7 separate regions of the Mus musculus genome follow, and all the other regions are linked to region 1. The links are chromatin contacts, called in public HiChIP or PLAC-seq and promoter capture Hi-C maps. All regions are on one chromosome and are shown on one strand. The core of a region is the stretch at or near the end of the contact, and the rest is flanking DNA. Distances in the headings are between cores, read along the strand shown.

Region 1 (3,544 bases), core at 283-2,782:
CAAACATAATGGTCAAATGATTGAGAAAACTAATTCTAATTGTAACTACCCAACATATCTAAGTAGACTTGTTAAGAACATTAGCATTAGGAAGAATCTAGGCTTGGGGGGGGGGGGGGGAGCAAGTGTTACAGAGTAGAAAAACCAGAGGCACAGACTTCAAAGTTAGATAAGCCTGGTTCTGATCCTACTTTATCACTTACTCGTCTAAGACTCAGAGAACAGATTCTGTCAACCTCTGTTTCAACATCTATAGGATGGCGGGACCTCATTGGACTGTTATGAACATAACATAAATAACACATGTAGTGTGCTTAGCAAAATAAAGTCCTAAACAAGTGACTGCTGTTACTATAACAAAAGCATTTAGCTGGGGAAATGAACTGGAGAATGAACATTTAAAGGTTTTTTTTTTCCAGAAAGTTGTCAAAATCGGCCCAAAGATTAAAATAAACCTTTTATAGATTGTAATTGTAGAGAGCATCTGCCACTGTTAAATTAAACTAGGATTCCAACACTTCCTAGTTGAGGGCCCACTCATGTTATAGTGGAATGTTAGTCCATGAAAAAAAAGTGTCCCCAAAACTGAAGGACAATGTAGTCTCACTACAGGATCCATTGAGCCACCTACAGAACTCCATTCACATATTAACACACATAATCCTGTTAACATTCTGTCTTGAAATCGAGAAGGGACTATCAGCTTTCTCTAAGGATTTGGATGCCAAAGCTTGTTCCTTGTCATTCTCTGGTCCATCCTTCCTGAACACTAAAAATAGACTTAACAAGAGATTTCAGAGCTGTGTTTGGACAGCAGTCAGGATTACATCAGTTTGTGTTAGATCTAGTAATCAGGGACACGAGGTCAGGTGCTTGGGAGAGTTTCTTCTTTGCCAATTTGGATCTATGTCTTAAACCAACAGTTCAAGCTGGGAGCCAAGGATTTTCTTCTGTATTTTAACCAAGTTTTCTCAACATATCTCGTACACGTTCAGTGCGCGCGCGCGCACACACACACACACACACACACTCACACACACACATACACACACACACACTCAGCGCTCCCCAGCCACACGCCCACAGTCTGAGAAAATAGCTTGGAGCCTTTGGGGCAGCTACAATCATCATCCTACTAAGTTCTGGTCCCTCACGATCACCTGGAATTTCCACCAGGAACACACGCTGAAAAACTACAGCAATTTCAATTAGAACATCATTCCATTATTGCTACGGCCAGGACAGAAGCCCAGAGGCTCTGCCAGCCTCTTCTACGACCCTCAACCCGTGGCCTCGCTCCCCGGACACGGGTCGTCCACACCTGTCACCGCCACCGGGCGGAAATCGGGAGGAGAAAAAAACCCGCAGACGCGGCCCGACCTAGCTCGGGTACATTCGCAGATCCACTCACCCCAGTCTTCATCTGGTCCATGAGGAAGAACCGGACTAAAAGGCGACTCCATGGCGCCGGCAACACAAGCCGGCTTCCCCGAAACAGACACCTCTCCCTCACAACTCGGATGGGTGAGTAACCTGAAACGGCGGCGGCCGGAGGACAAAATAAGCTGAACGCTGACACGGACGGTGGCCGGGCGGAGGCAAACTATCTCACCGCACGCGGGAACTGGGATCCAAAGCTAAGGAGACGTCAGCAGATAAGCAAACTCAATAGACTTGTGAGTAAATATTTCCCTACGAGGATTTCAGCACTTTCTGTCCCGCTGTGGGGTTTTGTGGTTGTTCTTTTTTGTTTCTCTCTCCCTCTCTCTCTTTTTTTTTTTAAATTGAGCGAAGAGCACGCAGATTTTACCGCTTTGTTAAAATTCGCTGATAGTACTAAAACTGAAAAGTCTCCTGATCATAGTGGCTTGTTCTTTGTGCTTAATACTACGATATAGACATCTCAGAACGAAATTAGAAATTGACAGTAAACCTGATTCTGTATTTATAAATGCTTTTCAATCGCTGTAAAAATTTTCCACGTACACGGTAAATAAAGAAAAATACAAATTTCCGACATGTGTTAGAACCACTCCTTTACTGGGACAGAATCCGAGGTAAACTTTCTCACAAATAATACTTGTAGAAAACCCACCTTCAAACAAATTTAAACAAAGAAAATATATAAGATAAATTCTCCATGTCCGCACTTACCTCCTAAAGAAGAGTTTCTAAAACTCGCAATAAGCTGTCAATCTCTTATTACTAAAATCCAAAATTCTAAATATTTTTAGAGAAGAATCATGCATCACGGATTCCAACTGGAAAATGTGAGCAATTTGAAACAACAGTTTCGAGAACCTACTTAGTGTTGTTTACTTTTCGGTTTTACTCGATTTCAGTAGCCAGGGACTGCATTCAAACCCAGACGGTGAATGAACACGGATCCCTCTAGGACCGAGAGGAACTTTTCCCATGGTTACAAACAAACATAAATGCTTCCCAGAATCCTCCGAGCTCCTCGTGGCTGCGGTTACTACCGATTGCGATTGCGGAATGCAACAAGGTGAGAGGAAAGCCAGGTCAGAATTCGTGAAGTCCGGCTGGGACCACACCCGCATACACACGTGCAATGCACCGCCCGCGCGCACATACATACATATATACATACACACACATACATACACACATACATACACACATGCATGTGCAATACGCAGCACGCGCGTGCACATACATGCATACATACACGAACACACGCACACTCGCGATTCTGAAGTCCCCCTACGACAAATGACATTCCTTTCGTCGTTGGAATTATATATATATAAATTTTAAAAAAAAAATTTTTTTTTCGAGACAGGATTTCTCTGTGTAGCCCTGGCTGTCCTGGAACTCTGTAGCCTCAGAAATCCGCCTGCCTCTGCCTCCCGAGTGCTGAGATTAAAGGCGTGTACCACCACCGCCCAGCCTTTAGTCCATTTTTTATATTTACTTTTACCATGTTTAAACCTGTTTGTAAATATATATGTTGAGTGTTGGGGAATTTCTTTTTTAATTCACATAAATGTATAACACGGAAATGTTCTCCAAATTATTGTCACTAGGCATTCATTACTCTTTGAAGCTCTCTCGGGGTTTTAATTTCTACATTCCCTTAAATACATAGCATCATACTTGTTTACCTGAGACGGACATCTGGGTCTTTGAATTGTTTACCAGTACATAAGATATATTCTCTGCAACTCTGCCTTTCACATGTGTGCTGGGTCACTTGCTAAATTAGCAGTTTACATCCTCACCAACATATACGCCAAGACTAGATATGATCAGACTTTTACAATTTCTGTCACTATGAATCGGTGTGACTATAGTTTACATTTCTCTGGCTGAATTCCTTCATGTTCATTAGACTGTGCCCTGTTGTGACCCACCCACTCTTTCATAAAGTGTGCTACTCGGTCCCCTTCTCCTAGTGATGTGCAGGTAGGTCTCCACATAGCCTACTTAATTCATTTTACTGATGTATATGTTGCATCTTCTCCTAGCTTAGCATTTGTCTTTATTTATAGGGGTTCTGCTCTCTCTAGCTGGTGAGTGTAGT
Region 2 (3,544 bases), core at 599-3,098, 430 kb before region 1:
AGGCAAAGCTGAGCTGGCTTCACCTGGGAGTGGGGAGCAACCACATTTAAACCATCACCCTCACCAGATTCCAAGATGACCTTCTGTGGGGGCTGGAATTGTCTAGGACTGGTGGACAAGCTACCATCAAAATGAAATCATCTTGACTCTTGAGAAAGTAGCAATTCACCTAGATGAAGTTTTGACCATGAAGGACGAACGCAAGTCAGGGAGAGCTGAACTGCGGTGCGGCAGATATGAGGATTTCTGTGGGAGTGGACTGGTATAACAATAATCTCTTATGTATGGTGTGGAAGCATCACCTGTCAATCAAAAAGCAATGGCCAATAAGCTGAGTCAGGCTTAGAAGGTGGAACCTCTGGCAGGGAGAGAAAGAACTGTGGGATATTGTCAGAAGGGAAAAGATTCCCCACCCAGACTCAGAGGAAGTCGGACATAGGAAACTGAGGAGAGGTAACTAGCCATATAGAAGACATAGAATAGTATAAACAGGTTAATAATAAGTTACAAGTTAGTTGGGGAACAAGCCAAAGCTTATGGCCTAGACATTTTTAAATAAATAATAAGCCTCCAAGACATTATTCAGGAATTGTGACACAGGTGGAAAAATCTCGAAGTTACAGACTGGTCTTGAGTTACAGGTCCCATTTTATATAGATTGCACTTTTGTACAAAGGAAACAAGCAGAAGAGAGAAACAATATCCCTCTACCCCCAATGGCTGTGGAGGTTTTTTGTTTTCTAGAAAGCAAAGAAGTTAATATGGCAGCCTATAATCCCAGCAATTGGAAGGCTGAGGCAAAAAGGTTACAATTCAAGGCCAGCCTGGGCCAGAGGGAAACTGAAAGACCTCCTTAAGGTAGGGGGCTCAGCAGCCATATAACCTGAGTTTCATCCCTGGGACCCAGGTAAAGATGGAAGGTATCCTCTGACTTCCAGTGTTCTCCCCAAGACACTACACTACACACACACACACACACACACACACACACACACACACACACACACACACACACACACAGAGAGAGAGAGAGAGAGAGAGAGAGAGAGAGAGAGAGAGAGAGAGAGAGAGAGAGAGAAGGTAGGTAGGTAGGTAGGTAGGTAGGTAGGTAGGTAGGTAGGTAATTGTTTTAAAGAGAGGGGTAATTCTATAAAGGGAAGCAAGATTAGAAGACAGACAATGAGAAGATGAGACACAACTACAGGGTAAGGAGCTCTGCCTCCTCAGAGACTACCAAGGAAACACACAGCTCTGTGTCATCGTATGGGACACATAGGAATGGACAGCTTTCTACCAGTGACTCTCTGGATATCCTTTGACACCTTTTTAACCTGTGTCCTTTGACTTTAAAAACCAGAGCAGTGAGTTGTGAGAGATATGCCCGCTAACATATTTCCTTAGCATTAAATAAATGATAAGGTACCTTTTTGAGGCAAGCATTTACATGGAGTCAACATTATACCCTCAAACTGGCAACCGAGGGAAGTATCCACACCGGGCCTGGAACATCGCAGGTATTCAGAACTATTGGTTGGCATTAGAAACCTGGGGGTTACACACACAGAGATAATAAAATTGGATTGGCCTGATATACAGTTTCAACATACAAAGGAATCCAATAAAGGAAATCAGCACCAAAATCAGAGGGTTTCTTCAACAGTGGCTGGCTAATTAGCACCTGTGGGGAAGATGGGCGAGAATCTAAATCACCAACTTGTATTTAACATTTGAAACATGACTCTGCTCTGGGACAGAAGTGACATGGAAACTGGCTCTGCTCCTCACCAACTCTCACAGAGCATCTGTGGCCTTAGTTTCTCATCTCAAAGGGATGGGGCATGATGACTCGTTCAGTCCCTTCCAGCTCTCAGGATCCGTATTTCTATGACTCACTCAGCAAATAGGATAGGTACATCATCGTATCTGGCCACAAACATAGATTTCTCAGTGTTTGAAGGGGTTGTGCACAGGAATAAGTTCACATCATGAGTGGGTGAGGCAGGCAAGTGCTCCCTGCATACCAGGCCCCTGTGGACCAAAAGATGGAATGCCAGGAATTGCTCACCATTACCCTGTATGTGTGGATAACTACCCCTTGTCTCTAATCACACTGGCAGGCACATAAACCTGATTTTAATTAAGCAAAGCAATGACTGCATCCGTCTGCCATCAAAGCTTTGATCTCCCTATGGGGCATGTTTCTGCACTGTTGCCCACACTCCAAAGAGCCTGAAACACAAACCAGAGAGCCTTTGACAGTCCAGGCTTGACGAAACTCCTAGTGTCCCCTCTACAGGTACGTGCAACAGTAGGTAACTCTAAAGATACAGAAGCCAAGGAGAATGTCGCAGAAAGGCCATGGGGGCTTGTGCTTCAAGGTTCGCAACCTGAAACCCAGGGAGAATTTGGGGAGCCCTTAAGTGCTGTCCCAGTATTTTCTGTTAATGGTTGCATGGTACAATAAAATCTTGACAGAGAGGCTGCTGTAGGGCAATGACTAAGTTCAAATTCAGGATCACTGAGTCAACCTTTCTATAAAGAGAAGTCTCAGAAGCAGGGCACCAGGAACTAAACATTGTAACAGCTGACCAAAAAAAAATTAAGTCAAAGTTTAATAATAATAAATAAATAAAGCTCTTCTCTGTATTACATCTCTTCTTATAAGAGTAAGGGCTGCCAGGAAAAAACCCTCGGGAAGTGTCACCAGAATCTAAATGAATGGGTCGAGAATATTATAAAAGACACACTGCTGGCCAATTAGGACTGCACACAAGCAAGGCAAAGATGGGCTGCAATCGGAGTGGAGTTCTGCCTCGGTGCTACTGGCAAAACGCAGCTTGTGGGACCCCCCCAGAAGTACCATGGTTACAAATTCAACATGCACTGTGGTTAAGCACAAGAGTGAGGGCTGAGGCTGTAGACAGGCAGTCCTTCCACAGAGCTCTGAAACATACCCTGAGGTGCCTGGGCTGGACCCATGTGGGAGCAGTGTCCACGCTTCCCGTGATGGGAAAGAATCTTTGGGACTAGACTGGAAATGGATGGAGAGCAGGGCAGCACCCGCAAAGGAGGCAGAGTTTAAAAGGCAGGGTCGGGCATGAAACAATACAAGATTCAGAGAGAGGAACAGACAGGCCTCATTTAGAAGGTATTCAGGAAATGGAGGCCTTGGGCCACTTAGAGAAGATGCCAGAATGATCTTGCTAACTTCACAGGACAAAAGTTCTATTAAAAAGACCTCTTAGAACACAGCTTTCACAGGGCTACACTCAGATAAAAAAAAAAAAAAAGTTGGATTTGAGCCCCATATGGAGCCAAAGGCCTGTAATCGGAAGACTTGTCTGAGGGAAGAGGATTACAAGTTTGAGGCCAGCCTGGGCTACACATCAAAAACAAAGTGACTTTTGCTACCATCTCAGCACAGACAGTTTTTGCTTCCTGCAATATAAGTACATCATAGCTTCCTATTCAAGCTCCTTTTACTCCATCTTGTTCACAGGGCCAACGCATGGATGGCTAGAACACTGGACCTGGAGTTTCCCCA
Region 3 (3,544 bases), core at 581-3,080, 380 kb after region 1:
CACCTCTCCTTTTCTGGGCCTTTCTTCCTGAGATATAGTTTAAACACAAAATGTGGTGATGATGGGAGGGGGGGTTCCTCATTTTTGTGTTAATCCATCCTATGTGAAGTCAAGACAGACTCTAGCTTGCTTAGCCCTGGGGGTAGTTCAAGCAGGAACTGGGATGAGAACTCTTGGGGGGCTACCTAGGACACTGCATCTTTTGTGCCTTCTCCTTCTGCCAGCACCCCCCTCCCCACGTGCTGTAGCTGCCACTCTGTGGCCCTTTGTCTTTCACTGCTTAGTCACACTCTTTGTTCTCAGCTCAGATGGGGGGATGGAAAGGGGTAATAAGAGTATCCTGGTGACAGCTCCTCTTGCCCCTGTCCCTTCTGGTCCCTCATCCCTTGTGTGATTGACTCCTCCTGCCTCAGCCCCTCTGCTCAGGACCAGGGAGGGTCAGGGCATGTGATGGGTCAAGAGGTGAGACTGGAAATCACCAGAGGGTGGGTAGTTCAGGAAGTGATAGGCACCAGGACAGGTATTAGTGACGGGAGCAGGAAGGGAGGGGGAAGAGGAAGCATTCTGAGGAATATGATGTGGGGGACAGGAGCTGACCAGGCAGAGAATGAATAAGGGGACAGGGGCAGGGGAGGTGGGGCTTCTCTGGGAAAGGGAAGGGACTGCTGAGTGTACTCTCCTTCCTGGGGATTTCCTGGGGAAACAAGTGGCCATAGGGTGGAGTGAGCAGAAATTGCCCCGCTCCTGAATGCTTCATTTCCTTGCCTTGAGAGAGTGTGCTTTGGTTTCTTAGTCCCCCCCAGTTCTGGAAGCAGAAGAGTCATTAGTTCCCTCCTCTAACACCCACACACATACACATACTGGTCACTATCCCCATCCCAGGTTCTCTCTCTCTCTCTCTCTCTCTCTCACTCTCTCTCTCTCTCTCTGAGATGTGTGTGTGTGTGTGTGTGTGTGTGTGTGTCTCCTCCCCTCCCCCCATGGGAAATGAGGAGTCAAAGATTACTAGATATTCCAGGAACTATTGGATTTGAAAGGTGGGGTCAAGGAAGTAGCAGAGATGACTTCTGGGTGAGAGAGAGAGAGAGAGAGAGAGAGAGAGAGAGAGAGAGAGCGCAGGTCTTGTCTAGGTGAGGGTCTGGCTGACTTGAGGTAGTGGGGGTGTGCTGGGGTAGCTGGGTGTGGGTAGGAACGGGGCCAAGAGCCTGGGGGAATCTCCTGGGAGCTGAGCCAGGGAAATGGGCACTCAGGAAGTTGGGGAGGAGGAGGCCTAGGGTGGAATGGCTGTTCTATGCTTTAGACGCTGGGGTAACTCGGGGGGGGGGGGGGGGCTTCAGAGAGGGAGGGAGGGAGAGAAGGAGAATGAATGAGAACAGACCTACTCTGGATGTTCCTCCTATAAAAAGACAAGTAGTTAGCTCCTCCTTTTCTGTCTGTTTCTTTCTTGTTTCCATTCTAACAAAGTTCTAACAGCTGTCTCCTTGCCTTCCTGTGTGTACCACCTCTTCTTCTCAGTGCCTTGGTCCCATCCTCTCTTCTTTCTCTCCTAATGTTTTCTTACCTGTTCACCACTTCCTTTTAAACCCAGACAGCTTGGCTCTAACAGATTAGCCTCTGGGGTAAAGGGTAGCATAAATGACTTCCTCAAGGAAGTGAGGAAGCATAGGCTAGACCAGGCTGGATAGGAAGGACCTGAATTCTCCCAGGACAGAGTCTCATCTGTGACTGCTGTCCAGACCCTTTCCCCCAGTCCTGACCTCCCCTGGGGCTCTGTCCCACAAAAAAAAAAAAAAAAAAAAAAAAAAAAAAAAAAAAAGACCGGGAAAGAGACAGCTGAGGGCTGATGGTGGGATTTGGGAAAAAAGATGTGTCATCAGCTGGCTCAGTGCCTTAAATGCATCTGCTTGCTAGAGATTCCCTTCCCCTGGGCAAGTCCCTTCCCTCCCCCCCCCCTTCTTTTTTAAGGAAAAAAGAAAACCACTAAGGTCTTTGGGAAGCAATGATACATCCTCCATCCTTCAGAGTCCCAGTGACCAAGCTTCTGGCTGAGTGGCTTACAGATCTGCCACTCACACACAGAGGGCGGTTCTGGATGCTTAAAAGAGCTGGAGGGGAGAGAGGCTGGGGAGAACCCGGGGAAGACCCACAGATACACAGAAACGAGAGAGACAGAAGAGGAGAGAGACAGAGACAAAGAGACAGCAGCAGGAGGAGGAGGAGGAGGAGGCAAAGACAGGGCGAGCACTGAGGCAAAGCCAGACAGCTGAGCAGAGGGAGAAGCCAAGGAGTCACAGACAAAGACCTGGGACAGAAAGGCAAAGGAGGAAGTTTTGGAGCAGAAAGAACCCGTGGGCACTTTTCCTGAGCCCAGGGGCTGTTTTCTTTTTCATCTTCTCTGAAAGTCCCTAGCCCATTTAAAAACTTTGCCTCAGATTTTGGCACAAGCCCCAAAGCCCTTCTGGCTTTAACGAGGAGCCTTCCACAGTTAGGGTGTGGAGCATTTTGGTGCCGCAGATGGCCTCAATCCATCCCAGCTGCAGCCCGGGTACCATGTCCCAGATGGGCTTGCATCCCAGGAGGGGCTTGACTGGGCACTGGCTGCAAAGATTCCAACCCTGCTTGCCGCTTCACACTGTGCAGTGGCGGAGGCTGCTGCTGCTGGCCTTCCTCCTGTCCTTAGCGTGGCCCGCCAGCCCCCTCCCCCGGGAGGAGGAGATCGTGTTTCCAGAGAAGCTCAATGGCAGTAGCATCCTACCTGGATCAGGCGTTCCTGCCAGGCTGCTGTACCGATTGCCAGCCTTTGGGGAGATGTTGCTACTAGAACTAGAACAGGACCCTGGGGTGCAGGTAGAGGGTTTGACTGTACAGTACCTGGGCCAGGCACCTGAGATGCTGGGTGGGGCAGAGCCAGGTACCTACCTGACTGGCACCATCAATGGAGATCCGGAGTCGGTGGCATCTCTGCACTGGGACGGGGGAGCCCTATTAGGGGTACTGCAGTACCGTGGGGCCGAACTCCACCTCCAGCCTCTGGAAGGAGGCGCCCTTAACTCTGCTGGGGGACCGGGGGCTCACATCCTACGCCGGAAGAGTCCTGCCAGCAGCCAAGGTCCCATGTGCACCGTCAAGGCTCCTTCTGGGAGCCCGAGTCCCATTTCCCGCAGAACCAAGGTAGGCAACTCTGGAGATCATGCCCCGTGCCCGTATCATTCCTCCCGCCATGTCTGCCCTACTGACCCCTATTCACCCTCTCTCCTCCCACTTCCACTTGCAGCTTTCCAACTTCTCTCCTTCTCTCTGCCTTTCCCATCTCCACTACCCTTTCTTTGAAAAATCCTGGCTACTCCCTGCTTCGGTCCTTTGCTTTGCTCTGAGGATTCCCTGAGGTAGGTCAGATTCTCTGGGCCGGAATGACCTCTCCCCCTCTCTCCCCCGCCCCTTCCTGGCCCTGGAGTCTCCTGCTGACACAGTTCCCAGCAGTAAAGCTCTCCCAACAGCCTGTTGGCCTAGGCTCTTTTCTCTGCCCCAGTGATTTTTTACCCCC
Region 4 (3,544 bases), core at 709-3,208, 350 kb after region 1:
CAATCAGATCCGGATTTCCCAGGGTCAGAGTGGCTGTGTAGTCATCTCCCCGATACTCGCCATCAAACTGCCATGTCAGGAACTTGGCCTGCTGTGTCTGGGTGGGGAGAGTAACAAATAAAATACCCTTCTCTCTGTTTATATTCAGTATTGCCTCTGCTCCTCCTCCCCCTGCGTCCCCCAAGGCAGGATACCCATGGAGGAGAAAGAGAGGTGCCTCGGTGGATGGAGGCAGGAACTGTGGGTCACCTGGAAGACAGCCTTAGCTCGCAGCCGTTCTGCCAACAGAAGCAAGACCTGGGCGTTGAGACTGCCACTGCTGTCCATATCCCCCACCACAGTGGGGAACACCTGTTAGGGAGCGTAGACAGGAAGGCTGAGATGGGTAGGTAGCTCTATCCATTGGCACATGAACAGGAAGGGATTTCAGTAACATCTCACAGTGCCCCCTGGTGGACGCCAAAGACAAACTCGGGCAGCTTTGCACAGGACTAGCTCGCGTTCAGAAGAGGCACTGAGAACATAGTTGCTGATCACACACATTTCCAAATTCTCAAGACCTACGTCCATGTGCGTTTTACACAGTTGACGCGAGTGTGGGGGAGCCCTCACCTCTGTGGGGCTAAGCTGCCAGTCCCCTGCATAGGCGGTATGGAGGTGGTACCCTGGCAAGCCCAGGGCACTCATGTGCACAGTATGAGCCACCTGAGGAAAGAGGAGACAACGGAGAACAGAGCATTCTATTTCGTTTCAATCCCGTCTCCCACCCTTGACCTTTTTTTCCATCCAGAGGGGGCTTTTTAAAACCTCAACTATTCCAACGCATGCAGAGGGCCACTGGACTTTAAGCAACAAGTCCCACATCTTGTTGCTTAAAGGCATTGGGGGGGGAGGACCCCACACTTCCCCTCATTTGTCCCACATAGCCTAGCCAAGACAGGACTAATAGGTGTAAAGAGGATCCAGAGACAAGCAGGGAGGAGGGGGGTAAGTAGGGGCCAGACCAGTGGGAGCACCTGGAAATGGCTGCTCAGAACCTTGTTGACAACCAGCTTCACGCCTTCCATCTGTGCTGGGAATACATCTGAAGGGAAGGAACATGCACAGATAAGGACCCCTAACTACATAGACGGACTCCCCTTTCAATTGCATATGAAGCACTGGAGGAAATGACCTCCTTTCAAATCCTGCAACAAAACGCTCTGCTTTGAACATCTGGTCCTTTTTGACTGCCGGATGCTCCAGCTGTGATCTCCCCTCGCTGTTCACATCACTGGACATCAGCATTCAGGACCCTCCCCTTCTCTATGACCCTTCATCCTGAGACACCCAAAAGCTGCGGTCTCACCTTTGCACAACCGGTGCAGCTCGTCGAAGCTCCCGGGGTTGGGCAGCGGTTCCTCTCGACGGTGGCTCCGGCGGGGTAAAGTACCCATCGGTGCCAGGCCCAGGGTGTTCCCCATTTTAATCCAGAGGACAGGGAGGGGTTGGGGTTAGCCTGGGGATAAAATCTATTGCTCCCTCTATCCCCCACGGGCTCCACCCCCCATCATCGGGCTCCCCAGTTTCAGAAACTTCCATATGGTTCAATGCTAGACCTGCAATAAGGAACAGTAGGGGGAGAGAACACCGATGCTAAAGTTGAATCCCGGGCACACTCCCGCCCCATCGTTGATCCCTCACCCCCACCTGTCACCCCCGTCTGCTCTCCCATTATCTAGTCTTAACTACTACCGCAGGCTTCCGCTGACTTTCTAGTTTCTCTGTTCTTCATTCCCACGTCCCAAGGGTCTGCCCGCAATGGAACACTAGCCCTTACCATCTCAGACCATCCTGCAGCCTCTTTCCCCCTAGGCACACCCGGTCATCTTGATGGGGGCAGCCATCTTGAGTAATGGCAGAACTGCAGCTTCACCCTGTATTCCAAGCATGTCCGTAGGCGCCATCTTGGAAATGGGCAAAGGAAGCGCCCAAAGACCCAACCCACTCAATGATGAAAAAGGTGCCTCAATTTACTAGTGACCAATAGGAGAGGAGAAAACAGAAGAGTGGCAGGCCTGCAGGCCCCAGGGCTTCAGTCCGAGTGCAGTGGCGAGTGGGAGTTTGTGGGTGGCCCTTTAGACGTTAGTGGAAGGCCCCCTTTTAAGACCGCCCAACCTCCTCAAGGTCGAGATAAACTCTTGAGCATTCAAGACACTAGAGGGAGCATTTTGCCTATTAGACCAATGGAGTTCCTTAAACCGGAACGTGAGAAAAGTGAAACTATAGTTTGAAGACCTATTTTATGAATATATCACACTCAGGGGTTGTGAAGACGTGGTTCACTTTACCCTCCACCTTCCTGAAAGCCGGCTGGAGAATCCCCACAACTCTCCACTCTATACCACCTCCAAAGGACTGCTACTCACAATCCAACCCCCCAAAACAGACCTCTACCGCCCCCCGCCGTCCCCCCTTCCCCCGCTGGAATTCACAGGCCTTGCCTTCCCGGCGTGGTGGCGCAGGCGGATTTCTAAGTTCGAGGCCAGCCTGGTCTACAAAGTGAGTTCCAGGACAGCCAGGGCTATACAGAGAAACCCTGTCTCAACGACCCCCCCCCCCCAAAAAAAATGACTGTGAGAGTTCTGAGGGCGAGGAGAGAGTTGTGGGCAGAACTAGCTTCCGAAGCAGCTACCCTCTCTAGTTATTATTTACATGGAGAAAAGACAAATAAAATCTAAGAATACAACCGCAGCCTGAAGTTACGCTCCTCCCCCCAGGGCCAGGGGCAAGCAGTGATGTGACACTAGAGGTAAGTCCACAAGAGGACAACTGGAAATATGCAAGATTGCATATGCAAGGGTTGAAGAGATGGCGAAGTGGGTAAGAGCAGTGACGAGGCTGGTGAGGTGGCTCAGATGCTTCCCCAAAAGTCATAAGTTCACTTCCCAGCAATCACATAGTGGCTCACAACCATCTGTAATGGAATCTGATGTACCCTTCTGTTGTTTGCATTTATACATGCAAAGAGAGAGAGTCGTGTGTGTGTGTGTGTGTGTGTGTGTGTTTGAGAGAGAGAGAGAGAGAGAGAGAGAGAGAGAGAGAGAGAGAGAGAGAGAACTGGCTACTTTTCAAAGGATCCAGGTTCAAATCCTAGCACCCACAACTTTAATTCCAGTTCCAGAGAATCTGACACTCTTACACAGATACACGTGGAAGCAAAACACATAACTAAAATAAACAGATTTCTTGGTCTTCGGTTGCACTCTCCCTCCCTAGCTTCCACACTTCCACCCCCGTATCTCTCACTAATATTCCAGTACACACAGGGTAAGCTTGGTGGCAAAAAGGTGAGTGATAGGAATGTTTTCAGTAGCTACTGAGTTGACTCCACTGGAGAGCCCTGGGCCTAGCGAATGTACCTCTGTCCTTCCACACAGTTAGAACTGGGCCAGGGGCCAGGACCTAACTGATAAGGGGATCAAGTGTCCAGGCCCTTTGACCTTGATTTGGACAGAGCCTCTTAACTACTGAGGTTGGGAGCAGGAGGGCAGAGGCTATTTTT
Region 5 (3,544 bases), core at 767-3,266, 330 kb after region 1:
GTGTCTCCTCATGTTAGTTAGCACAAACTAACCACAAACCATGTCAGCATAGTCTTTTCAGATAAACTCCCCAGTGGGGGATGGCTTGGATTCAAATTGTCAGATTTAGAAACATGATGCTGGGGAAGAGTGCTTGGAGCCCTAGACCTTGGCGGGGTAAAAGAGCAAAGAAAGTCTCCCTTCTCGTGTCAGAGCTGGAAAAGGCCAGAGAAGGTCACTCCTTTTCATTTTATTATTAGTTTCTTCCTGCAGGATTGCCATGGTCACTGTCACCATGAGCTGAGGTACTGGAAACTTTCCTTCCTCTGCAGCCCACCAAGCGAGCTGCATTTTCCAGGATAAACTCAGTGGACATAGCAACCACGACAACACAGCAGCTGGCACTAATTGACTCCCTAGGTGATAACTTTTGGTAAGAGTCAGCAGAACTACTGAAAATATTCATCTTTCCTAGCTAAACAGGCCCGGGCTCCAGGGAATCCTCTCTGTCTCTTGTCTCTGTCTCTTTGTCTCTTGCCTCTCTCTCTCCCTCTCTCTCCCTCTCTCTCTCTGCTTTCAGTATTAGAGATTGAACCCACTCATTGCTAGCAAGTGCTCTAAGGAGGCTTGGCAATTCTTAAGCTGTTTTTCTGTAACCAACTAACTTGAAACACACACACACACACACACACACACACGCACGCACGCACACTAGCTAACTCAGATTCCAGATTGAGAACCTACTAGACTCCAGGTAGAGTGCTAAGTACTTGGCATATATAATTTAATCTTTTAGAACAACCAGTGTTACCTTCATTTTACAGATAGAAAGCTGAAGCACAGACAAATTAAGTGATGCTCCCATGGCCACAGAGCTACTAAGTAGCACAACTAGGCACTGGCATACAGCTGAGCAACATACTGAACACAAGGGCGCGCTTACTAAGAATGGGGCCGCAGAAGGCAGGCATGCTAAGCCACTGTTCAAATCGACGTCATCCAGGAACGACAATCTTGTCTCCTGATAAGAGGATCTGCCTGGGATGCTACAAATTAAGTCAGATAACAGGGACAGTTCTTCTTAATGTGTTACCATGGACAGTGTTCTTTGAACCGAGTCAACCAGTTACAGGACCGGGTTGGCTCCCATGACCATCACCACAGAACCTGTGCGAAAATTTGGATGTAACAGGCACTGCACTGCAACGGGAGGTCTTCTCTGGAAGAGAACATCTCCCCAGGTGCTAGATGTGCCTTCCTCTTCTACAGTATTCATGGACGTCAGGTACCCCCCCACACACACACACACACACATCGTTCCTCATTGAATAAGTGAAAACTGCCACCCGAAGGGAGGGAGTTAGGTGGCCAGGGATGGAGCTGTTGGCTGCTACTTATAGAGTGCAAGAACCACACAATCCTAGCGGAGGTCGGAGAGAACTGAAGTGAGGGCATCAAAGAAAGCCATGGTAACCTCGGAGCAATACGATATAGATGCGGAGGATAGCACCCAAGAGAGTTTATCTGCCCGAGAGCTCAGTTCCCGCTTACAGCTGACTCCAGTCACCCCCTCCCCAAAGCACTATTGCAATTGTTAGGCTAAAAGCACCCCCTGCCAGTGGCTTCCGAGAGCCGGGAGGTAGGGGCTTTCCTAGAGGGGCAGTGGCGTCCATCCAGAGAGTAACTCTAGCTTCCCGGGACCTGGAGCCGCAGCCTTCTCCCCGCCGCAGCCCTGGCCCGGACGCGGAGGTGACGGGGTATGCCAAGTGGCACCACTCACCTCGCTCATCCCGGCGGCCGGACGGGCGTGGCAGGCGCAGGTGAGGCAAGGGGTCCTCGGAGATGCGTGCGTGAACCGCGGCCGAGAGTTGCTGGGCTCCGGGGCAGGGGCCCTGGAGGGCTCGGAGGGGAGAGTGCACGCTGCGAGCTGTTGCTTAATGCTGCCCCAAATGCTCCGGCTGCAGCGCTGCTCAGGGAGCCCCTTCTGACCTGGTCCTGTCAGCAGCTCCGGGCGCCTTGACCGGCTCCACCTTTTATAGTGAGCTGCGGTCCCTGCCTCCAGCCCAACCAATAGAAACTCTGCCTAGTGCAGACTGACAGCTCCTTGAACCCAGTGGTGGCAGGCTCAGAAATCTGCTGCATTTCCAAACTAGGGTAAGACGGAGAGAGCGGGAAGGAGGGGGGAGACCATGGGGGATGAGAAGACAGAAAACGAAGTAGGGAACCGGTAAAGGAAAGAGAAGTAGTAAGTAGTAACTGAAGAAACTGAACTCTGGTCCTCTTGAAGAACAGCTAAGGCTCTTGAGCCTTAGCTCAACCTCACATTGTATATATCGTTTAAGGAAAAAGAAAATAAACAGAACACAGGTAAACACACAGACCTTTTAGTTCTGTTTATCTATCTAGTTTTCATCTAAGGAAATTCTTTAATTTTCAAGCCTACAGTTCTTATTGACTTCATAAAAATCTCTTACAGCTTCAGTCAGTCAAACCCGGATACTGCAGCTTTCATAGATATATTCTTTGGTTGGTACCATCACAGACTGTTAACAACTGTAACTGTGACTTGTCACTACCATTCAGTGGTTTGGTCTCTTCTCAACAACCAACTTCAAGGAAGACCTCAATCGGTCTTTTTTTCTAACTTGACTCTTTGTGTTTATACATTTCCTCTGTTGGGTTAGAAATTAGGAAGATGGGGGAAAGATCCATCTGAGATCCTGTGATTCTGTTTCTAATAGGAATCTGGTTGCCTCAGTTACTAAAGTTCTAACTAGGCTGGCTCCTACTCACTCTGTACAGCATACTCCTCTGGAATCTTTCTAATGAACAATTAATTAGCATTGAAAAGGTTGTCCTTAGTGAAACAAACCTTAATTCTTGCTGCTATGAAATGAGCTTTGAGATGATAATGAGAATTCACCCTGTAGGTTAGGGATCAGCTAACTTTCCAGGTAACAATCAAATAATAAATGTTTTTTTCTTTGTAGGATCGCTGTACTCTTTGCTGAGCCATTTCCTACTGCACTTGAATACGGGCACAAATACTTATGTCAACAAACAGCTATGGCTCCATCTGATATAAATGTATTTGTGACCACTGAAGTTTGAATTTCATATAAATTTCATGGGCTACACTGTGTCTTCTTTTTAAATTTTAGTGGAGGAGCTGCAGAGGTGGCTCAGCAGCTAAGAGCACTTGCTGCTGTTCCAGAAGTCACTTCCAGGCACCTGTACAAACATGGGAATATGGCATATACTCATACATATAGTAAATAAATTTTAGTGTATATGATGGTCTGTATATGCTTGGCCCAGGAAGGGGTAGCCTTGTTGGAATAGGCATGCCACTATGGGCCTGAGCTTTAAGGTCCTCATCCTAGCTGCCTGGAAGTGAGTCTTCCTCTAGCGGCCTTCAAACTATGAACTCTCAGCTCCTTCTGCACCATGCCTGCCTGGATGCTGTCATGCTTCCACCTTGATGAAAACGGACTGAACCTCTGAACCTGTAAGCCAGCTCCAATTAAATGTTGTCCTTTTAAGAGTTGTCTTGGTGGGGTTGGAG
Region 6 (3,544 bases), core at 438-2,937, 280 kb after region 1:
AATATTACAGCAGCCCTCCTGCCTCAGTCTCCTAAGTGCTGAGAAGGGTGGGGTGTGCCTCCACAAGCAGCTGATTAAGTCATTTATGTAAAATGGTGTGGCATTTACATATGCCCTGTGCACATTCTCTTATACTTCCAGTAATTTCTGTATTACTTATAATGCCTATTATAATTTAAATATTCTGTATGTTACACTCTATGGTTTAAGGTAAATGGGGTGGGGAGAGCTACTTATGTACAATCCATACACAAAAATATGGAAAAAAATTACTTGTAGACACAACCAATCTACATGAGGACAGAAGGTGAGGTAAATAATTCTTAGTGCTGGGATGACAGAATATCTGACTGACGGAAGGTGACAGCAGGACACACCCACAGTCCCCTCCCAGGGACTCAGTGTAATGCTTGGCAGGTAACACACTCAAACTGCTTTGGGAATTTGCTTTTCAAATAATTTCCATGTGAGACTGGCTAGATCCAGGAAGAACCCAAAGATGAAGACTCTACATACTAATCCCGAAACTCCTAAGATAAATGCCTGGAACCAATATGATCATTTTAAGCTAAATGTTAAACCATTGACCTGATATGCCCTAACATTCACCAGCATGTGTTACATCATAGAATTTGAAAGCATTTAATTATGGTCAAAATTAGGGATGAAAGATACAGCTCTGGAAAACCTGGTCCTGTCCTTCGGCTATGAGGATGCGCAGCAAGATAAAAATAAAGGATAAAGATAACCAATCCAAACTCCCCAAGACTCACTTTTACAAAGAAAGACTAAACAGAATCCCTCTATTTTTATACTGCATGACAGAAGTGGAAAGAGAAATGAAAACATATTTGGGAGAATCGGGGTCTGGAATCTCAACAGCACTGAAGCTAACTTTCCATAACAAATAATTTCCAAAAATAGGACTGGCACAAAACTGGGTTGGGATTTGTACCAGAAATGTCACTAGCCCTTACAACTATAAAGGCTCTGTGGATGATAGCTAATGAGTGAAGAATTCAGAACAAGGGGAAATCTAAGCTATTTCTCTGGACAGAAAATGGACACTTTAGAGAAAGGTGGTGACACCCACCCACCCAATTGTCCCGCTAAAACCAAAATTAAAACAAAACAAAGTGGATTTCCTGGGCAACATTAAGAGACCCACTGTGGATGCTATTATTGACCTTGGCTTGGGAGGGATGCATTAGGATGCCCGACAGTTTCCACCGGTTGCTAGCAGGATTGCCAGGAGTTAAAGCACCCAGTAGGTGCTCCAAGGAGCCCCTCCCTCTACAATCCCTAAGTCCCCCCAAAACTGCAGGCCTAGGGGCCCGCTGATCTCGAAGTTACAGCAGCTTTTTGGGGCCACAAGAGCAGTTTTCGAAGAGGCTTTAGAGGTGGGCGAGGCAGAAACAATGACAGCCGCGCCACTCGGCCACACACAGTGTGACCTCTAAGCCCTTCCGAGCCTCTCCGCCGGGGGAGAAGAGGGGGTGCTAAGATCCCAGGGGCGCGGCCTGCACACCCGCAGGTCCTTTCCCTGTCCCCGCAAGGCACACACCGCTGTCACCCCCTCAGGGACTAATTCAGGTTCCCCCAACGGTCGCGGGCGTGGACTCCTAGCCCCAGGCTAAAGTCACCTCAGCAAGAACGCAGCCATCTTGAGTTCCGGCCTGGACGGAAATGACGCATCGCTCCTCCCCCCGTGTGGCCCTGCCTTTGGGGGCGGAGCCGGCGGGGCGGAGGCGGGGACTATCATATGACACCTCAGAATTTTTAGGCTGGAACCTCCTTTGTGTTCCGGGCTTGGTGGATGGTACTTTTTTTGTTTTGGGTTCTTTTTGGTTTTTTTTGGTTTTAGTTTTTTGTTTTGCTTTGCTTTTCAGTTCTTCGGTTTTCCTCTCACGCGCCAGTTTCTAGCTAGCGTCGTTTGTCAAAGTTTTGGCCAAAATCGCCGAGTGGTTACCGTTAGTGCGTTTACCTGCCCGAGTGTTTATTTTGTAGGGCTCGCTCTGCCAGGCAGCCACTTCTCCGGCTTATTTATTCCCTGAGGATTTCAGAGGCTCACTTCACCCCCCTCCTTCCAAGTTGTCTTAAAAATCCCCTAGTTAGCTGGCTGAGACACCCAAGGAAAAATGCTAGTTTGGCCTTCTTCTGAACTTGGTGCCTCCCGTGTTAGGCAAGCACTATACCTTTAAGCCATATCCCCAGCAAGATAAGCAAACCGTACCCCAAATTGGGCCGTAGGGAGTGTGTCGTGGGCTGCCAGAGGGCCATCCGCCATCCCTTTCAATGTTGGCATCCTTTCTCACCACCTCCTTTAGGCCTGGCAATTCCAGGGTTTGAGCTGCAGCACGAACCAAACTCCCACTGGCCAAAGACAACGCTCTTTTGTTTATTTTTTCAGCGATATGTGGGTGACACCCACAGCCACAAGAGCCTAGGGGTGTGGAGGAGAACCCGCTTTGATTTATATATACTGTATATCCACGGTTTTGAGGATTCCAAGCACAGAAATCAGTTGCAGAGTCTCTCGACTGAGGAAAGAGAGAAAGACATGAAATGAAATGTCAAAGTTCCTGACCCTGGGCGCTGAGGGGTGGCAAGGCAAAGGGAGAAAGAATAAAGGGGGGCAGCCCAGAGCAACTCTTATTCTGTAGCAAATCTCTTTTTGAATGTATTAATATTCAGATCCCATTTATATTTAGCAATCTAGCTCTCTCCTGCCTTTTTCCTTTCAGGATTTAAATAGCACAAATTCGCTTTTTTCCCCCCTTCATCAAATGAATAATATTATTTTGCATTTTTGTAACGTTAGACAAAGAAAGCACTTTGTAGACTTTTAGGGACCTTTGAGGTTCTCTCATCCAACCCTCCGTTCAGTGCAGGAATCTCTTTTGCAGTGTTTCTTGATCTTCAAGATGGACGCGACACAATTCAGTGCCAGCTACCTCAAAACATAAGTTTCATGTTGGTAGCAGTGGCTGTGCCTATAGTCCCAGCACTGTGGAGGCTGAGGTAAGAGGATCGTGAGTTTGAAGTCACTCTCCAGAGACAGGTAAAAGAGAAACAAACTGACATAAAGAAAACAGCTTTTAGAATTTAGTAAGAAGGTCCATCAGTAGAAAATTGTTCTAGTAAGTACAGCTTTCTGCTCCTGAACTCCCTCCCAGACATCGCTCCAACCCTCTCTAACCCAGCTTGCTGACACGCCTACAGTCCTAGTACTTAGTGGGTCAGGTGCTCAGGTCATCCTCAGCCTTGGCAGCATACCAAGTTCCAGGTGACCTGGACTACACAGACAGTATTCCAGAAACAAAAATAAGAATAAAATGTAACAGATGTCCCTTTAATTTAGCTCTTTGTTTTATTTAAATGGTTGTATGTCTGTATACCACGTGTGTGCTTGGTGCTCCGAGAGGCCAGAAAAGGATGCCAGTTCCCTCCTGGAACTGGAGTTATGGACCTGTGACCTTCTAGGTAGGTGCTGGGAATCTCTCTCCATGCTCTGAAGGAGTGGTTAGTTTTCTTAACTGCTAAG
Region 7 (3,544 bases), core at 291-2,790, 280 kb before region 1:
CAAAAGTCTTGTTCTCAAAACCCAATCTATACAGAGCTCGCTTAAATTCCACTCAGTAACAAGCACACTGTGCATGCTGAGCATCCCTGCGCGTTTCTTTCCTTAAGTTATAGGTAGGACTGGGCATCAGTCACGAGCAGAAGCCTTTTCCACTGAAAAGCACCATTCCGGGAAACTCCACTGCAGTCTTAGAAGCCAGAACTCCTTACACAGAGAGGTGCCTCATGGTCAGGTCACCGGGTTGCCTGTCTTATACACAACCACTGGTCCAGCGAGGTTTCCACTCCACCCCTCCCCCAAGGGTGGCTTTGGCCTTGACCCTGCAAATTCCAGTCTGGGCTAAATTCTTCATCAGCAACTGCTGAGATTTAACAGTGCACCACAAAACTAGAAAACAGGTTTCACCCCACTACTACACCAATGACTGACACATGCTAAAGTGTCCAAAAGCAGACATTTGGGAAGTAACTTTTAACACCTACACTCAACTACTTGGAATGAGTGTGTGTGTGTGTGTGTGTGTGTGTGTGTGTGTGTGTGTGTGTGTGTGTGTGAAATATACACATATATATATAACTTTTTTAAAAACCGGTCAGGAAACAAGCATTCTCCTTTTAAAACACCTCCAAAAGCACCTCTCTCATGGGAGGCCAGCAGGTAAATAACACCAGCGCTTCCTTAAAGCTTTCTAAAGAGCCAGACATGCAGGCTGCGCTGCTCAGCCTTCTCCGGGAAGTAACTCAATCCAGCCTTGGCGGGCGAGGATGGGGTGTCTGCAGGTAGGAGACGGGGAAGAGGCAGTACACCTCAAACTTTGCAGGTGCTCATTTTTAGCTGTTCTGGGCAAGAGCTGAGAAAGGCCTAGCCCACCTGCTCTGAGTCCAGGACCGCTGGCACCCCATTCCCCCAGACCTGCCCTCTCAGGGCACTGCCCTCCCGGTGGCCCCTCACCTTGGCCTCAAAAGAGATGCCGTGCTGGAAGGCGTCCTCGTTGTGCAAAGGGATCCGTAGATCGTGCCCATCGTCCACAAGGTTGTACTTGGTTTTGCTGGGCATGGTGACCCGCGGCGGACCCGCTGCTCCAAGGGGGCGGCGGTGGCGGCGACGAGAAAGAGCTGGCGAGACCCTGTGCAGAGAACAGTGGGGCCGGGCGAGGCGGCGGCGAGGACCCGGGTCGTGAGGTGGGCAGCCTGGGTGCCAGGAGGTGGCAGGGGTGAACCGGGAGCCGAGCCTCCCGAGGGCCGAGCGGCAGGGGCGGCGCGGATGCGGCTGGCGCGAGCAGCTCGGTGGCCGCGCTCTGACTACGGGGAGGCGGCCAGGCGGCCGGGCAGGCGGGAGCGAGCGGCGCGGAGCCCCGGACCGGGACGCCGAGCGAAGGGCGCACGGCCAGAAGCGGGACTAGACCGGGAGTCCGATCCCGAGCTCGGCGCGCACGGCCCGGGACGAGGAAGAAAGGCAGCGGCGGCGGTGGTGGCGGTGGCGGCGGAGCAGGGTGCCTGTCACGGAGACGCCGGATCGGCTGCCAGCCCGCGGCTCCTCCTGCGGGGCGGGCCTGGACCGACTCCTCCCGCGCGCTAGAGCCCCGCCCGCCGCCGCCGGGTCCGCCCCGCGCCCCGCGCCCCGCGCGCGCCCAGCAGGTGAAAGTCCCCGCAGCGCTGAGCCGAGACCCGGGAACTTCGCCCTGGCCAGACCGCAGGAGCGTGGCGATCCAGGCGCAGTCCGCTTAACTAGTAGTGGCGAAACGGCATCGCCTTGCATGTGTGTGTTTGTTTTGGTTTTGTTTGGGGAGCCCGAGAGAAGCGGTGTTAATATTGGGTTTTGTTTTCCCAAGAAGGCCAGAGATCTATCCCAGATACCCTCGGTCTGGACAGCATTAATTCAGAGATCCCCGCTTCTCCTCAGAATCAAGGCGAAAACCAAATAAGAGGGCTGTCTCCAGTGCTTTTTGTCCCTTTGGGTGTGTGGCTTGCATTTGGGGGCTCAGCAGGGTTTCTTTGCGAAGAATTTAAATATATAAAAGTCGTCAGCCTCGTAGAACTGGAGTAGGCTGCACTAGGGACAAGAAATTGCAGAATGTTCTTATGTCATTTATTAAAGTTTTTTAACTGGCTGGTGATAAGAAAGAAAGGAGAAAAGAAATAGGAAGGAAAAGAAAAGAAAAGAAAAGAAAAGAAAAGAAAAGAAAAGAAAAGAAAAGAAAAGAAAAGAAAAGAAAAGAAAAGAAAAGAAAAGAAAAGAAAAGAAAAGAAAAGAAAAGAAAAGAAAAGAAAAGGAAGAAAGAGAACGTTTCCAGAATTCTGTGAGGCTTCTTATTGAAGCAAGAAGGAACGTGCCAAAGCAGGATTTGAGACCTGAGTGTGTAAACCTCATAGATACAGGGTTGTGTAACAGTTTCCTTTGAAATTGAAACATTCTGTCCAGCGTCCAGCAGGGAAGGTCTTTAAACTGGAAGGTAAACAACTCCAAGAAGTTTCAGGAAGTCCCTGAAACTGGCCAGATCCACCAGGCCCCTCCCTGCCAGAGTATAAACAAGAAAATCAGAGAGGCTCAAGTAACTTGAAGCTGAGCTGCAAAAGCAGTCTCTCGGAGGAGATAAACTGCAAAGACTCAGACCAGACCTAGAAGCAGCAGAAACCAGCTAAGCTGCCAGGAAGAGGTTTAGATCAGATCAGAGTCACTTGGAAAGGACACTCTCCAACCTGTTGAGCTGCCTGTGGGCTTCGAAGTGTACTCCAGGTCCCCAGCTTTTGTGCGCTGTCACCAATACTGGTCTGGGCCTTGATGATGCAGCTGTCTTTGAGACATTTCTGGTCCTGTAGGTAGCCTCTCACCCATTGTCCTGTAAGTAACTGCAGTAAAACCCATAACCAAGTGGAACTTTGGTGGTATCCGTACTTTGGTCTGCAGTGAGTTTCCTACTGGGATGAATAGATGTTTGCTGTCTTCCCAAGAAAGGTTTGTCACACAACATTCAGATACAGAGGTAGCTGTACTCTACCTCTTCATAGAGCTCCAGACACCCCAATAGCAGCTAGCCCAGCTAGTGTCAAAGCTGAGATCCCCGAGACAAAAATTAGCAACTTTTGTTGTATAAATCTGTTGTGACTGCTGATATTGTTAGAAGAGACTCTGCCAGCCCACGTATAACAAACATGGCTCTGGCTGGCTTTACCCTTCTTCATTCCCTCCACCTTGCTAAAAACATTAGCTTACATTCCTAACACTATCCATCAAGGTCTATTCCCTTATTTGGTCACTTTTTCCTCCTGATGCTGACTACCAAGGTCCAACTGTCAATCAATGTATTGAAGTCCAACAATCAAAAGCCCCCTTTGACTCAGCTAATTAACATGCCCAATCAAAATTAAAAACCTCATCCTTACACAGCATTTCCCCTTCTACCTTAATAAACCACATTTGCCTTTATGACACATCTGTCTCCTCTCTATCCAGAGGCAGTTCTTTTTCTCCCCAAAATAAGTACCCCTCCTTTTCCTCCCTCCCCTTCCCCATGGTTCCGTCCCCTTTCTCCTCATCCTCTATC

The links. Promoter capture Hi-C pulls out the DNA fragments that hold promoters and counts their contacts. HiChIP or PLAC-seq counts read pairs in DNA pulled down with a chosen protein or histone mark. Capture Hi-C pulls out chosen DNA fragments and counts their contacts.
Region 2: a contact with region 1 is called in a FOXA1 HiChIP or PLAC-seq map of pancreatic cancer cells. The contact joins the enhancer-like site here to the promoter of Atf6 in region 1. A contact is called at or near these places in 2 of 39 promoter capture datasets (neural stem cells and trophoblast stem cells) and 4 of 115 datasets of contacts at active chromatin or transcription factors (bone marrow-derived macrophages, embryonic limb bud, embryonic stem cells and 1 more).
Region 3: a contact with region 1 is called in a promoter capture Hi-C map of pre-B cells. The contact joins the promoter of Adamts4 here to the promoter of Atf6 in region 1. A contact is called at or near these places in 9 of 39 promoter capture datasets (the C10 cell line, the HPC-7 cell line, HPC-7-derived erythroid cells and 7 more), 5 of 484 Hi-C or Micro-C datasets (the HPC-7 cell line, granulocyte-monocyte progenitors, large pre-B cells and 2 more), 8 of 115 datasets of contacts at active chromatin or transcription factors (the 230-238 cell line, the HPC-7 cell line, the SCID.adh cell line and 5 more) and 4 of 9 other capture datasets (adipose tissue, liver, macrophages and 1 more).
Region 4: an H3K4me3 HiChIP or PLAC-seq map of the SCID.adh cell line shows a contact between it and region 1, with 14 read pairs. The contact joins the promoter of Tomm40l here to the promoter of Atf6 in region 1. A contact is called at or near these places in 12 of 39 promoter capture datasets (the C10 cell line, the HPC-7 cell line, cranial neural crest and 8 more), 1 of 15 datasets of contacts at CTCF or cohesin (large pre-B cells), 2 of 484 Hi-C or Micro-C datasets (B cells and forebrain), 7 of 115 datasets of contacts at active chromatin or transcription factors (the 230-238 cell line, the HPC-7 cell line, the SCID.adh cell line and 3 more) and 3 of 9 other capture datasets (adipose tissue, liver and pancreatic islet).
Region 5: a promoter capture Hi-C map of the C10 cell line shows a contact between it and region 1. The contact joins the promoter of Pcp4l1 here to the promoter of Atf6 in region 1. A contact is called at or near these places in 8 of 39 promoter capture datasets (the C10 cell line, the HPC-7 cell line, cranial neural crest and 4 more), 3 of 115 datasets of contacts at active chromatin or transcription factors (the 230-238 cell line, the SCID.adh cell line and pancreatic cancer cells) and 3 of 9 other capture datasets (adipose tissue, liver and pancreatic islet).
Region 6: a contact with region 1 is called in a promoter capture Hi-C map of the HPC-7 cell line. The contact joins the promoter of Sdhc here to the promoter of Atf6 in region 1. A contact is called at or near these places in 8 of 39 promoter capture datasets (the C10 cell line, the HPC-7 cell line, the SN4741 cell line and 5 more), 1 of 484 Hi-C or Micro-C datasets (forebrain), 5 of 115 datasets of contacts at active chromatin or transcription factors (the SCID.adh cell line, bone marrow-derived macrophages, large pre-B cells and 2 more) and 3 of 9 other capture datasets (adipose tissue, liver and pancreatic islet).
Region 7: a contact with region 1 is called in a promoter capture Hi-C map of pancreatic islet. The contact joins the promoter of Nos1ap here to the promoter of Atf6 in region 1. A contact is called at or near these places in 10 of 39 promoter capture datasets (the 3T3-L1 cell line, the HPC-7 cell line, the SN4741 cell line and 6 more), 1 of 484 Hi-C or Micro-C datasets (forebrain), 4 of 115 datasets of contacts at active chromatin or transcription factors (astrocytes, bone marrow-derived macrophages, embryonic stem cells and 1 more) and 2 of 9 other capture datasets (adipose tissue and pancreatic islet).

What each region holds. Positions count from the first base shown.
Region 1 is chr1:170,866,239-170,869,782 of GRCm38.p6, forward strand. It overlaps Atf6 (activating transcription factor 6), which reads right to left and starts at 1,533. Exons shown (of 16, transcript NM_001081304.1): 1 at 1,412-1,533. The coding sequence starts at 1,463. It overlaps Gm9929 (a long non-coding RNA gene), which reads left to right and starts at 1,592. Exons shown (of 2, transcript XR_003948181.1): 1 at 1,592-1,676; 2 at 2,343-3,544.
Region 2 is chr1:170,436,808-170,440,351 of GRCm38.p6, forward strand. All of the region lies in intron 2 of Nos1ap (nitric oxide synthase 1 (neuronal) adaptor protein), which reads right to left. Among named protein-coding and RNA genes, the nearest start is that of Gm46171, 100 kb to the right of the region's middle. Within about 2 kb of position 1,849, at least 17 of the 459 cell types and tissues checked have an H3K27ac peak or open chromatin away from gene starts, as enhancers often do. A contact at or near this core is called in embryonic limb bud and pancreatic cancer cells, where this site is marked.
Region 3 is chr1:171,248,299-171,251,842 of GRCm38.p6, forward strand. Adamts4 (a disintegrin-like and metallopeptidase (reprolysin type) with thrombospondin type 1 motif, 4) reads left to right here and starts at 1,831. Exons shown (of 9, transcript NM_172845.3): 1 at 1,831-3,171. The coding sequence starts at 2,551. It also overlaps a transcript of Ndufs2 not described here.
Region 4 is chr1:171,220,556-171,224,099 of GRCm38.p6, forward strand. Tomm40l (translocase of outer mitochondrial membrane 40-like) reads right to left here and starts at 1,959. Exons shown (of 10, transcript NM_001037170.2): 1 at 1,820-1,959; 2 at 1,349-1,598; 3 at 1,017-1,084; 4 at 613-705; 5 at 250-351; 6 at 1-97. The coding sequence starts at 1,463. It also overlaps a transcript of Apoa2 not described here.
Region 5 is chr1:171,194,252-171,197,795 of GRCm38.p6, forward strand. It overlaps Pcp4l1 (Purkinje cell protein 4-like 1), which reads right to left and starts at 2,017. Exons shown (of 3, transcript NM_025557.1): 1 at 1,760-2,017. The coding sequence starts at 1,768.
Region 6 is chr1:171,148,916-171,152,459 of GRCm38.p6, forward strand. Sdhc (succinate dehydrogenase complex, subunit C, integral membrane protein) reads right to left here and starts at 1,688. Exons shown (of 6, transcript NM_025321.3): 1 at 1,644-1,688. The coding sequence starts at 1,663. It also overlaps a transcript of Mpz not described here.
Region 7 is chr1:170,588,309-170,591,852 of GRCm38.p6, forward strand. It overlaps Nos1ap (nitric oxide synthase 1 (neuronal) adaptor protein), which reads right to left and starts at 1,541. Exons shown (of 10, transcript NM_001109985.2): 1 at 952-1,541. The coding sequence starts at 1,056.